Regions from separate parts of the Macaca mulatta genome. Here region 2 is linked to region 1. A link is a contact called in public Hi-C data. All regions are on one chromosome and are shown on one strand. Each heading gives the region's core, a stretch centred on a gene start, on an enhancer-like site or on the middle of the called end of the contact. The rest is flanking DNA. Distances are from core to core; before and after follow the strand shown. Region 1 holds the start of PHYHIPL (phytanoyl-CoA 2-hydroxylase interacting protein like). Region 2 has its middle 230 kb from the start of PHYHIPL.

Region 1 (6,522 bases), core at 2,926-5,425:
TTATTAGGAAATAACTTCTTGTCAAGGGCTTAACACTGGATAAAGTATTGAATTATATATATTTAAGGCCCTAAAATTTGATTCTGATTCTTCATGTACATTAATAACTTATAAATCATAACATGATGTCTGTAAGAGAACTATAAAGCCCCACAGAAATACAACATAAAGGTTTTTGGCAGAGGGAATCATTTCAAAAGAATGTAGCATATGAGTTGGGGCTTGAATGATTGGTAGGATTTTGATTGCAATAGCGGACATCTCAAGATAATGATTAAGTGATGTTGAGTGTATGGGGATTGCAACTACGTTGCAATTTAGGTATAAAAAGGTAGAATTTTCATTCTGTCTAAACTGATTTGATTATCTTCATGAAATCTCAGTCACTGACAAACAGGGGAGGGGAAATAATGTGTTTTTATTCTAACCCAGAAACTTGGGTTCATTTGGTATTTTAAGCAGTTCCTTAAAGTTCAGGTTCATTAGGTTAAGAACCTTGGTCTCTAAGATTTCCACCTTTTCCTTACATCCTGTTTTAGATAGTATATGGAAATATCAGATAGCCCTAGATACCATTACTTGAGGCATTGGGACAAAGGGTCATTGGGTTTGAACAATTCCTTCAGCCTCCCCTGGTCTCTGAGGTGACATTCCTCATATGCCTAGTTGCTTCAGGTCTTTTACTTGAAGTTGGTAGCTAGAGAAACTCATGGTCTGTGCTTCAGGGTCTGGCAGCCATCTCTGACGGATGGGTCTCATCTCTTTGGTACTTTAGACACCCCTGGTTTAGAAGGTCCACTCTAAACCTTTATTCTTTGCTAAAGGGTCACCTTGCTCTTTTAACACAAAACTTCAGAGAAGATTGAATAGTTCTCAACTCAACCACCTTCTGAGTACTATTGGAGCCAAGGGAACACTTCCCCCTTAGCCCTCTGAAGGTTAGCTGAAAATTACTGACAAGAGGCAGATTAATAGGAGAAAAGGCATACAAAATTACTTGATTATAGTTTTACATGAAATTTGAACACCACATTTCCAACAGAGGGGAGCCTTCAGAATGAAGACCCAAAGACACAGGAAAAACTGACCATTTTAATTCTTAGGTTCAACAAGGTATGAAGAGTCATGAAGAAATATGACTGGACAAAAGGAATATGACCTAATACTAATAGATCGAATAGGGAAACCCAGAAAGGCCTGTCTGTCTAGATTCTTCTTGACCTCTCTGAGCATGCACTTCTTCCTTTTGGCTATGTGGCAGGGCCCTCTCTGGAATGAGGATCTTATGACCTTCAGTTAAACAAGGTAGGTAAGATAATTTCTTTATGGCCAGTTTTTACACAGAAAAGCAGAAGAAAAGTTAGAGGAATATTTTTAGATTTTATTGCTGGCTTTGGGGAAAAGGAGTTGTGGTTTCTATAACCAACCTTGGGGAACAGGGATTCTAGTTTCTTATAGCTAGCCTCAGGGGAAAATGAGACTCCGAGGCTGGAGGTCAGAAGATGAGAGGAAAAACTTTTACTACAGAGGCTTTTTTTTTTTTTTTTTTTTTTTTTTGTGGAGGAGGAGGGTATTGTTTTCTGAGTCTCAACAGTATATAGAAACTTACAGCACTCTGGAAAGTCAACGCCTACCCTGTCTCTGCCCTGTTCAAGGTTACTGGAATATGGTCCCTATTCAGCCTGATATCTTCCCAGATATCTAATAATTGGGAAAGTAATTTCTCTGTCCTTGAGTTTTCCCACACCAACCTGGATATTTCTAAAGTCACCCTATATCTTCAGGGTGGGAATAGTAAAAATGTTTCTGGTTGCCTTTCTTGATATCTTCTACCCCTTTCCCATAATTCTCCAACCCAAAGAGAATAGGATTTTCTTCTACTTTACCTACTTCATAGCCACCACCTTCCTTATATCAATCTCTGGCTAAATCCTTCATAGTGGACTAAGATACCTTGTCTTCACTATGGGAGAAATCCTATCATTTCGTCCACCAGGCCTAGCCTTGGTATGTTGAACCATAAACAAATTTACATTTTATGTCTTGACAATGACTTGATTTTAAGCTTAAAAACTCGATTTAAAAAATCCTATATTGAATATCAAAAGTTAAATAGTAAATATTTCTTTTGTATTTTTTATACAAGAATCCAAATCCTCAGCAGACAGGTGCTTTGGACTGACTAGGTTGTATACCCAGAAAGTGACATTAATACACTTCTTGAAACATTACCCTTTCTTATTACACAAATATTCTAGCCAACAAATCTGATCATGCTAATTTCCTATTTAAAACCTTTTAATAATTTCTCATTCCCTTAAGATAAAATCATTTTGGAGATCTTCCTGCCCATCTAGTCTAGGTTATAAACCTCGTGTGTGCTTCTACAAGCTCCCATACTTCCTCTTTCTTAACACCCATCCTACTTTTACTTTTTCAATATATATCTTTCTTTATAAATTTGAAACCCAAATTTCCAACACATAGCACAGTGTCCTGGACATAGGTACTTAATAAATATTTACATGAGTTTTTATTAAATGCATGTCGTATTTCTTACTTGTAAATCAGTAAATTGTTATTCTAATTTACACAGTTCCTTTTTTGAGATTTATAAATTTAAGACTACTCTAAAAAATGAACCCACTCTTGGGCTTACAATACCAATTTCTAGTCCTACAGAGCCAGGCTTTCGAACACAGAAAATTCACCAGTAAGTACTCTCGTCATATCCTTTGACAGGTAATAATTTACCCTCTCCTTGGGGACACCCCTACCTTAAAACAAGAATTCTTTCAAACTTTGAAAACATCCATCTTCATTAATAAGTTCACAATGAAGACTTTTCACTGTAAGATGCCTAATTATCTTTCACAGGTATTTATGAAATTTCAATTGTGCCAAGATTTTTCACAGGTTTACTTTAAGCTGGTCCTTCCATTATTGAAGCTTCAATTAACTAGACTTCATCATGTTATGGCTGAAAGGATGTGACTAAAAAGAGTAGTATACAGACATCTATGTGTAAACTGTTACTTGTTGGTTAACATTTATGTGTGAAATGGAAAATCAATAAAAGGGAACTTACATTACTTTACAAGCACATTAAGAAAAGAGGGGACACTATTTTTGATCCCGAGATAGCAACCAAACTAAAAACTATTCCAAAGAAGCAAATGGGAACAGAGGTCAATAGGCTGTGATCTCTATTTTATTTTTAAAACGTTTGCACATCCACTAAGTACGCTGCAGAATCTTAAATGCAATTAAAAGCAACGGGCATACAAATTTAGGGTAGCTTGAGGAAGCACAAGTCAATCTTCATTAGCTGTTGTAGCAAATATCCCTTCCAAATCCATGGGAGCAGGTGCTGTTTATCCTCCCTTTATTGACGCCCAGAACAATGGCATAGGGTGAGCATTGAATACTTATTTGCTACATGCATGAATGAATGAAGCTACACGGCGAAGGCAGGCTGCGTGGCTGTTGGTCCCGTGGCTGTTGGCCCCGCCGCCTTTTCAGCAGGCTTGCGGCATCTCCTCATTCCGTCACCTTTCTGGCAATAAGGAGTTCCACGTTTGCCCCGCCTCAGGGTCGGGGACCAGCAAAATGCTGTCTCTAAACCCCCCCACGCCTCAGGTAATCCGCTCATTTCTCACACAGACGCAGCTGTTTTCGAGGAATGTCCGGCCGAGCCCGCAGGGTTCGGGCAGCGAGTATCCTGGGACCTTCAGGGGAGGAGGTGGCTCCCACACCCCAATACCGTACAGAGAGTCCGAAGAGTCCGGGCCCTTATTTTTCCAATTCTTCATAAACAACCAATATGCTCGCCCTCGCCTCCCCGTGCGGACGCCTCAGGGCCAACTCGGGCTTCGCCACGCACCAAGAGCAGACAGAAGACGCCAAATGGCTATAACTAGGAGAGAGGGAAAGGCAGCCGGGCGGCGTACAGCGCCCACCATTCCTGCGCGCTTGGTCGCCCGACGCCTCACGAGCGAGGTTGCCTTGCTGGTGGCTCGAGGGCAGGTGGGGGCGCGTGCGCGCAGAAGGGCGGGGGAGGGGCCGTCGCGCGCCAGCAGGTGGGCGCGTTCTCCCTCGCGCGTGCGCGCGTCGTGCCCTCTCCCTCACGTTCCCCGCGCGCTGCGTCCCCTCCCCGCCGGGAGCGCGCGCCTCCAGTCCTCGCGCCAGGTCCTGCTCGGTCTCTCAGAGCCGCACACTCCCCGGATCTTCTGCCACAGCCGTCGCCTTCGCGGCGGCTCTCCAGCCCGGCGCCTCAGCCTCGGCGCCGCATCACCGCGTCCCAGACCTCCTTCCCTCCCTCTGCCACTCCCCCTCCCTTTCCCGCCCTTCTTGCCCACCCGGCCGGCAGAGAGAGCCTGGATACGAAGCAGGCGGGCTTCAGAAGGGGGTTGGAAAAATGGAGGTTCCGCGCCTGGATCATGCCCTCAACAGCCCCACCAGCCCCTGTGAGGAGGTGATCAAAAACCTCAGCCTGGAGGCCATTCAGCTGTGCGACCGGGACGGTAAGAGCGGCCGGGACCGCGAGCAAAGGGACCGAGTCCGCGCCGAGGCGCCGGGGCCACTCTGGCTCCGCCGACGCCGCTCTCCAGGGCGGCAGGGTCTTTTGTTGTCCCTTCTGTGCAAATAAATGCAGATATGGGCTACCCTCCGCCCACAGCCCTCCCCTCACCCCAGAAACAAAAGGACCCCGGGGCTCGCGCCTTGGCGCGGAAAGTCGCCGTCCACAACCGTGGCGCCCTTCGCCGCTTCGCCCGCCTGGCCCGGACGAGGGCGACGTTCCCGCTCGCGGCTCCTGCCCCGACGAGGCGTTTCCGATCTTTGCCGCAGTCCGAATTTCCTGGGTCGCCGGGCACTGAAGGGGAAATGCCCTCGGGATGATTCTAGCAACCCCCTTCCCCCAGCACACACACACTAGTTAGCATTCTCTTCCAGAAACTTATTTTCTTTTTTAAACCTCCCATCGTCAGACTCCTCACATTAACAAGTCTTTTTAGACTCTTGGATTGGGATTAGGATGACAGTTTTTCAGTGAGGGCGCAGAAAAACGGTGCATTTCAGCACCAAGGACAGACACAATCTTCGTGGTTCTTGGGCTCTGAGTCAGACTGTCGAAAATATTGGCCTAATATATGTGCTGTGATTCAGACTATGTGGCGAGTACGTACCATTGCGTGTTGATATTATATCGTTTATTCTGTTGTTGAAGTTGACAGGCTCCTGTAGAAGGAAATTGATTGAATACAGGTCTGAGCGTTGAAGACATAAGCTAGTGCTGTGTGCAGTGGGGTTAGTTACAGCGCTTCTGGGTTAGTTGGACTAGTTAGAGTCTGCTGTTTCAGTAATGTGGAACAAAACTTCATTTGTAAAGAAATCGTCTGATTAGTAATTGATTGGCCGAATGACTGTAAAATTCTACATCTGACAAAGGAAACACAGTGCACATGTTGTCAAGAGGGCCCCGAATACTTTTGACTATAAATGAAATTAATGTTTAACTGTATATGAAGGTAATGATTGTAAAACATTTCTTTAACCAAAGTTATGTACAGATGCTAATACGTTCACAGTAAGGTCATAAAATTTATCAGCGTAATCCAAATAGGGAGCAGAGGTCTTGTTTCCAAAGTCATTTAAATGGTAATCACTTGGTTGGTCATTGCTATTCAGCACGTTTATATCAAGCGAGCACCGAGCACCGAATTTGTTTATTAATAAATTTTATATTTATTAATATAAGTTTATATTTAATAATTTTGAAACCAGAATTCAAACTTTTTGAAACCAAAACCACTTTAATTTCTGAAACAGGTGTAGTATATGAATAAATAAATACACTTGCAAAGGCAGCTTGTATTTCCTTTATTCTTAGACTGTTTTGGTCACCGTGGTAGTAAGTGCACGTATTTATGGTATCTAAAAAAATTTATCATTTTGGTATTCCATATGTAAGCTTGCATGATTATAGACTATAAAGATTATTTTTAATAACACATAGAAAGTGATTTGGATTTTAGTTTATACTTTTATTAAATGACTTTTGGTAATTAACCATTGCAAGTTGTAAATATTTTTATTTTCTTAGATTGGTTTGAGAGAAACACAAGAATAATAAAAGTAGACTTCATTTTTATTTATTGCAATGATATAGCAAAAGCTCATTCTTGTACTCATTGGAACTAGGCATTCATTGTTGCTTTTCAGAACCCAGTAATTTCAATACTTAAAACTGCATTTACCACGTGTTTCAAAGATATTAGGGAAAATTTAAACTTTTTTATGAAGTTCACAGAGTTAACAGAGTGCAAAAATTAATGCTGTGTTTATTGTGATCCCCTAGAGGAGTAGCTATTTTATTCTGATATTATTTTTTAGTTGTTTCTTTTCAAATTAGGAATCTCGCAAAATGAACAAATTATGTAACATTTAATTTTGGGGAGGGTGCTGGCACTAAGCAACATCTATGAAAATTACTATTTGCAGACTTCCAAGTAATTTAACGTA
Region 2 (6,522 bases), core at 2,341-4,840, 230 kb before region 1:
CAGAATGTCTCTATTTTCTCTATGAAGTAGGAGTTGATGCCATCTGCCTTGAGTGTGAGGAAGTTGGAGGATTGAAGATAGTGAAAAAGTATGGAATCCTCACCACGGAGAATAGGAGAGCTGATGAAAACTCTGTAAATTTCTTGGCAGTGTTTTACATCCTATTGAGGATGCTGACATGAACACATCATGGCAACACTCTGCCTTGCTGCATTTTCTGCAGTGATGCTCAGCAACTTTGGTCAATAGTTGGGTTCACTGAGAGAGGCCAAGTAAATGTGACAAAAGGATAGTGGGCAGAGGAATTGAAAAAATTAATAAAAAAAATGGTTGAAGTAACAGGATATTGAATATAAATAGGATAGGGAAGGATGTGAAGGAAGGAGGACATTGATATTCTGAGTCAGTGAGATAAGTGAGAAATTGTAAAGGTAGTCAAATGAATTCAAAGAACTGGTTTAATTGAAATAACTCAATGAGCCATCTAAAATGATAAGAATTTGGAAGTGTCTGAGTGATTGATTTTGAAGGTAGGACAATGGTTCTGGGTGCTATCAAGGCCCAAAGAAGGGCAATGAAAACACATGACCAAAATTTGGAGTAGAGGAGAAGAGCACTGGAGATGAAGAGTTCAAGGAAGTGAGCAGCCAGGATGTTGGGTATTACCATGGATAATAAAGTCACATAGGATATTGATATTAGGATCGGGGTAGAAGCCTCAGATTTTGTAGACAACAGTGACAAAGAGGAATTGAGGATGGTAGAGCCAAAAGCATGAGTCCCAATGGAGTAGGGGTTTTTGCAAGAGAATGCAGGAGCAACAGTCTGGAGCAATAGTTTGGAGATGGCAATGGAATAAGGAGAACACTGCCTCCATATTCTACAGTATGTGATTGAGCAAACGCTCCTTGAAAAAGCTGGACAGAAAGTTATGTCTACAGGTGAGCCAACATCCTACAAAATGGGGATGGTACCTATACTTTTGGGTTATCGGGGTTAAATGAGAGGATGTATGTTGAAATGTCTTATATATATATAATGGCAGTTTTATATATTTAAAAACAATACAATCAACAATGCACAAGACATTATGCTAAGTGTATTTTGTGTATTATCTCATTTAATCCTAATGGTCTGATGGGGCAGGTACTATTATTATCTGCATTTATAAATGAAGAAGCTGGATTTTGGAAGGGTTAAATAACTTGAACAGGCCATTCATCTCAGAAGTGGCGAATGTGAACTCAAGCAGTCTGGGGCCAGAGCCCGCACTTAAACACTATTATGTGCTTACTATGTTTTTTGTTTTTTTTTTAGTTTGTTTCGTTTGAAACAACTGTATCAGATTGCCCATATGAACAAACTCAAGATACGAATTTATTTTGAAATAATTTAAACTAAACCTAAATTAAGTCAGGCTCTGTGCAAGACAAAATTTTGGGGTAAATGTGAAAATTCTCAAAACTGTAGTGTTTATGCTATTTTCAGCATGAAAATTCCATGACCATCATACCCTACTTGTAGGGCCAGGCAAGGGGATAAAGGCCAGTCAACAACTTTATTGAGCTGTGTCTCACGTCAAATCTACTAGGCTATTTTGAACTGTTTGATCTTGATAGATGACTAAGAAATAACGGGATGAGTCAGGGAAGAGATGCAAATGAATTCAGAGTAAGTGCAGCAGCTAATAGTAGAAGTAGGTGGAAATAAAAGGAAATATATTGGCAGATGTGGAATGATGAGGGGTGTAGTGAGGGGAAACCGTGGGCTCCAGTCACCTGCATCTCCTTGATGGGTTTTGCAATGGGAGAATTGTCACTTGCACTGAGCAGTGTCTCTAAGCCATCAGGGGACAGCCAGAGCACAAATTAGGTCCAGAATTTCCAAGAATTCTGAGTTCTTTCCTAGGAGAGAAAAGGGAGCAGTAGTAATGTCCAAATCACAAGAACCTTCATCTGGCCTTGGGTGCTTCATTTGGATCTCCCAGTCCTCATTTAAACCACACACTAAAATTCTGAGTAAACATGAACATTCTCATTTTTTCTGTCACTGAGGGGCAAAGGTCTCTATTACCTTGATGCAGTCCTCTGTAATTCTGATGTCCAGATGGTGCCATTGTCCATGGGGACTGTGTTGAGATGGAAAGGGTACACAGGGATTCAGGTGTAAACCACTGACATTCCAGATCATGTCTGTGAGCAATGGTCTCGGTCTCCTAGAGGTTGAGACTTGAAGGGAGACGATCGTGAGAAGGATTTAATTGAATAAATATTAATATTTATATTAGCTAGTTCTTATTTTTGTCCAAGAGGAAACATGTTTTTATTATAACCGTGAAGGTACTAAAATAGTACCCCAGTTGATCCGAAACCCCTTGGGACCTGACGGTATTTTTCCTTTGTCAGATCGCTGGGCAACAATGGTCCCAGAGATATGAAGTAAAGGTGTTACTTTTCCAAATTATGGAACCAAATGACCAGCCTGGACCTGTTCATTAGCTGGCGGTACTGTTTTGAGTAAAGAAAAAATTTAAAAACACATTCAGAGCCAAAGAGTTCCAGAGAAATTTTTTTGAAGTAGCCAGTGAGAACTTCCAGGCAGCCACATCTTCTTTCTTTCCTTTGTTTTAGAAGTTCAGTCCCTAAAGTGCTCTGTTCTGAGAATTGTTAGGAAAGATGAAATTCTTCTGGCAGGTGCTGGGATGTTTGGTTTGTTTTGACTCTGCATTGATCTCAGGAATGTTAACAGGAGTGTTTCCATGCAAACCACACAATAACAAGATGACTATGGTTAAATCTAGTCCCTAGGGGTAGCTAAAAAAAATTTCTTTTAAGGTACCTATTGGAAAACCTAGTGCTTCTGCAGCCGATTCTGCCAGATTAACAGAGGAGGCCTTTCTGGAAGGCTCTACAATGATCCTGTCAATTCTTATTAGGATGGCAGTTCCTACCTCTTTCCATTATGGTTTGTCAGTTTTTCCATTAAAGATCATGGCTTTTCGGAACACAAACGTCTGGTGTGTTTCGAATCCCTCAGGATCTTGCTGATGGCATACAATTTAACGGCAGGCAGTGCACGTCTTGCGCCACATCTTTGCCTAACTTTCTGGTGCGAAATTCCAAGATTTGTAAAACTAGTCTTTCCCACACAACCCTGTACAGCTGTTTTCAGATCCAGGAAATCCTTGGACAGAAAGCAGATACGCTTTCTGGGATGTGATGAGCTTTATACAAGGGGGTAAAAGATTCCTGGCGTGTAAACTTGAACAAGTCTCAATTGTTCCATTTCCTTTTGGAAAAAGTCAAGGTCAACACTGTTGACCAGATGTACTGCAGTTAGCATCCAGAATTACAATTAAGAATAAGAACCAAGAGGCTGATTTTGTCAGGAGGCCTAGGTTAGAGTCCAGACCTTCCATTGATTAGCTGTATGGCCCAGGGTGGTCGTTTATGCCCTGTGGGAAATGGTTTCCCCTTGGGTAAAATGAAATGGTTGGGCTTGTTGGAATCTATGCCCCTCCTAGCTTCTGGAACCCAGAAGATTCCAGAGAAAATGAAAATGCTTGTCAGAGGTTTCACAGTACTACCCCATAGCACCAGTAGATGGCAGACTAGCATTATAGTCTGAAATTGATACCACACTATGATACTGGTCACATTGTCAAGGTAGGTACAATTTAATGATCATTAAAAAAAAAACTAAAGAAAAAAAAAGTGTTGTTCCAACCAGTAGGCTCATGTACTCCTAGGCAAAGTTCTCTGTTTCTATTAAATTTGATGAGAAACTCCGTACTTGCCCAATTACCATCTTTTAAACTGTGCTTGGAAAGGCAATATATCCATTGGGGCAAACCATGCATTTCTTCTCTCACTAACTCTGATTAATTCATTCAACAACTATTTGTCTGATGTTCAGTGTGTTCCAGGTCTGGACTCAGTGCTGGGGATACAGAGATAAACAAAAGAGACAGTCCCTGCACTCAGGATTCTCATCCCCCAGAGGAATGAGACAGCCACTGAACAAGTAGTTGTCACTGTGATGCAAGTCTACTGAGAAGTACATACTAGACAGTGTAACATGGGTGCTGGAGGAGGAGTGACAGGAATAACTTCCTCATGAAGTACTGGATGTATGAGAATGAGTGAGGGCTGGCTTAGCAGACAGGAAATTAGTTGGGGAGAGAAGTGGTTCAGGCAGAAGAAACAGCAGTTGTGAAGCTGCATAGGGAGAGAGAGGGGAAAGAGCAGTGCAGGAGATAAAAGAAGCTGGAATGACTACGGCATTGGACCAGGCAGGGAGTGATAGGAGATGAGGAAACCAGATCTCATGGGGGCTATCGACCATGCAAAGGAGAACGCTGATTTCATAGAATTCTTGATTTCTCCATGATGTTGTTGATAAGGCTGATTTTTATCAGATTAGTTAGCAGGCATCTTGGTGAGTAAAGAGGCCTGTTATACTGGCCAACATGGTGAAACCCCATCTCTACTAAAAATACAAAAATTAGCTGGGCGTGATGGTGTGTGACTGTAGTCCCAGATACTCGGGAGGCTGAGGCAGGAGAATCCCTTGAGCTCGGGAGGCAGAGGTTGCAGTGAACTGAGATCTCGCCATTGCACTCCAGCCTGGTGACAGAGGAAAAAAAAAAAAAAAAAAAAAAAAAAGAAGAAGCCTGGCACGACAGTAAAAGAGAGAATAGGCTCATTTTTGACTGGGAAGTTGCAGGAGAAAAAAGGTGTGATAGCTTTCCTCACTCATCATAAGGGTCACGGTCGACACTCCTATAACAAGACAGATTAACAAGAGAAAATAATAATAAATATATTTCATCAAAGTTTTACATTATAGGAGGCTTCAGAAATGAAGACCCAAAGACCCAGAGAAAACTGTTTTTATGCTTAGGTTTATTGAAGAATAGACAGCCATGTAGAAATGTGATTGAACAAAAGGGTATGATCTAATGGTAACAGACTCAGGTGGAGAACCCAGCAAGGCCTGTCGCTTCAGATTCTTCTTGGCCTCTCTGTGCAGCATTCCTTCTTCCCAGGTATGGGGCAGGACCCCTCTGGAATGAGGGTCTTCAAGGTGTTTCAGTAGGTAACTAGTCAGGCATAAGCAGGGCAGGAGAGGGTTCACCCCTCCCCACATACACACATGAGGAATGGAATGTCAGGTGACCATCAGGTGATGGTCAGACAATTGTTAACTCTCTCTATAAAATAATAATTTGTCACAACTGGCACCAGGGAGGGGTAGTTTCCCAACAGATGGAAAAAAATCTGAAACTGGTGAGTGGCAGCTTCTCAATAAGATTTCAGGAGTTTGGTGAGTGGGCTCAAACATGCACATTAAGAGGCAAAATGGCAGAGTTTAACTGGTATATGACCTTCCTCTAGGAATGCTAGACTGGTAAGGGAAGAATACCTCAAGGGAACATGCCTACAACTCCAGTAAACACACTGTGCATGTTCCCCTTGCAGGTGCTAGCAGGCTGCTGCACACGTTGGCAGCCTGCTCTGAAGGAAGAATCAGGGGAGAAGTAATGCAAGACACCAGAAGTATGCCAATGTACAAAACCCCAAGTCAAAAGGTCAAACTGCACAAACTCAAGTCACCTGCCTGGCCCTCTTCCAAGTGTACTTTACTTCCTTTAATTTCTGATCTAAACCTTTTTAATTAATGTTCACTCCTGCTCTAAAACTTGCCTTGGTCTTGTCTTCTGCCTTATGCCCCTTGGTTGAATTCTTTCTTCTGAGGAGACAAGAATTGAGATTGCTGGAGACCCGTATGGATATGGATTTGCCACCAGTAAAAAAGGGAGAAGGGAAAGAATAACTTTTCTAGGTTTTATGGTTTGCTTTGGGAAGAGAAAGATTCTAGTTCCTATAACTCGCCTTAGGGAAGAGGGATTCTGGTTTCTACGTCTTTCTTTTGGGGAGCAAGAGGGATAGGAGAAAGGAAGTCAGGAGGAGGTCAGAGAGAACTTGCCTTTGAGACCCTTCCAATGTCCTTCATTTAGTTCAAAGGACTGAAGTACAGTGTGCCAAGGTGCCATACTTTGGAGTACTGTGTTCTGAGCCCCAAAAAAGTGGATGAGCAGAACATGATCATCAATATTAGCTTTGATTAGTTTAGATCAAAAGAATATTCATTGCATTTTGGGGATTAATTATCTATCCTTCACTAGCCAACACTCAACATGGTGGCAAGTAACCTGTCAGTGACACAACAGCGTCTCTCACGTCTGTGTACCATTTGATTTATTCTTAGCAGTAATCAGAGCTAGCTTTCTGTGTGTCACACACTGGGATTGCCACTTCCAGTGCAAGAATTGGCAACACTGTGAACCAAAAGAAACATGGAACTGGCTGAAGAGGCCTGTACCACCCCTTGTTTTGTCTACCAAACACTCATTCATCATGGTTCCCTATCAATGAAGCAATCGTCTTTCTCTAAATATCTGGGCTCTTCAGTAGCATGGCTGCTTAGCAAATGACACTACGAATTAGCTCCCAGAGTGTT

The links. Hi-C and Micro-C count contacts between places; a contact is called where the count stands out from the background.
Region 2: a Hi-C map of liver shows a contact between it and region 1, with 16 times the contacts expected there. The contact joins the enhancer-like site here to the promoter of PHYHIPL in region 1. A contact is called at or near these places in 4 of 14 Hi-C or Micro-C datasets (fetal cortex germinal zone, fetal cortical plate, fibroblasts and 1 more).

Annotation. Positions count from the first base shown.
Region 1 is chr9:90,639,549-90,646,070 of T2T-MMU8v2.0, reverse strand. PHYHIPL (phytanoyl-CoA 2-hydroxylase interacting protein like) reads left to right here and starts at 4,175. Exons shown (of 5, transcript XM_015147585.3): 1 at 4,175-4,523. The coding sequence starts at 4,418.
Region 2 is chr9:90,865,534-90,872,055 of T2T-MMU8v2.0, reverse strand. No RefSeq gene overlaps it. Among named protein-coding and RNA genes, the nearest start is that of PHYHIPL, 230 kb to the right of the region's middle. Within about 2 kb of position 3,590, at least 6 of the 40 cell types and tissues checked have an H3K27ac peak or open chromatin away from gene starts, as enhancers often do.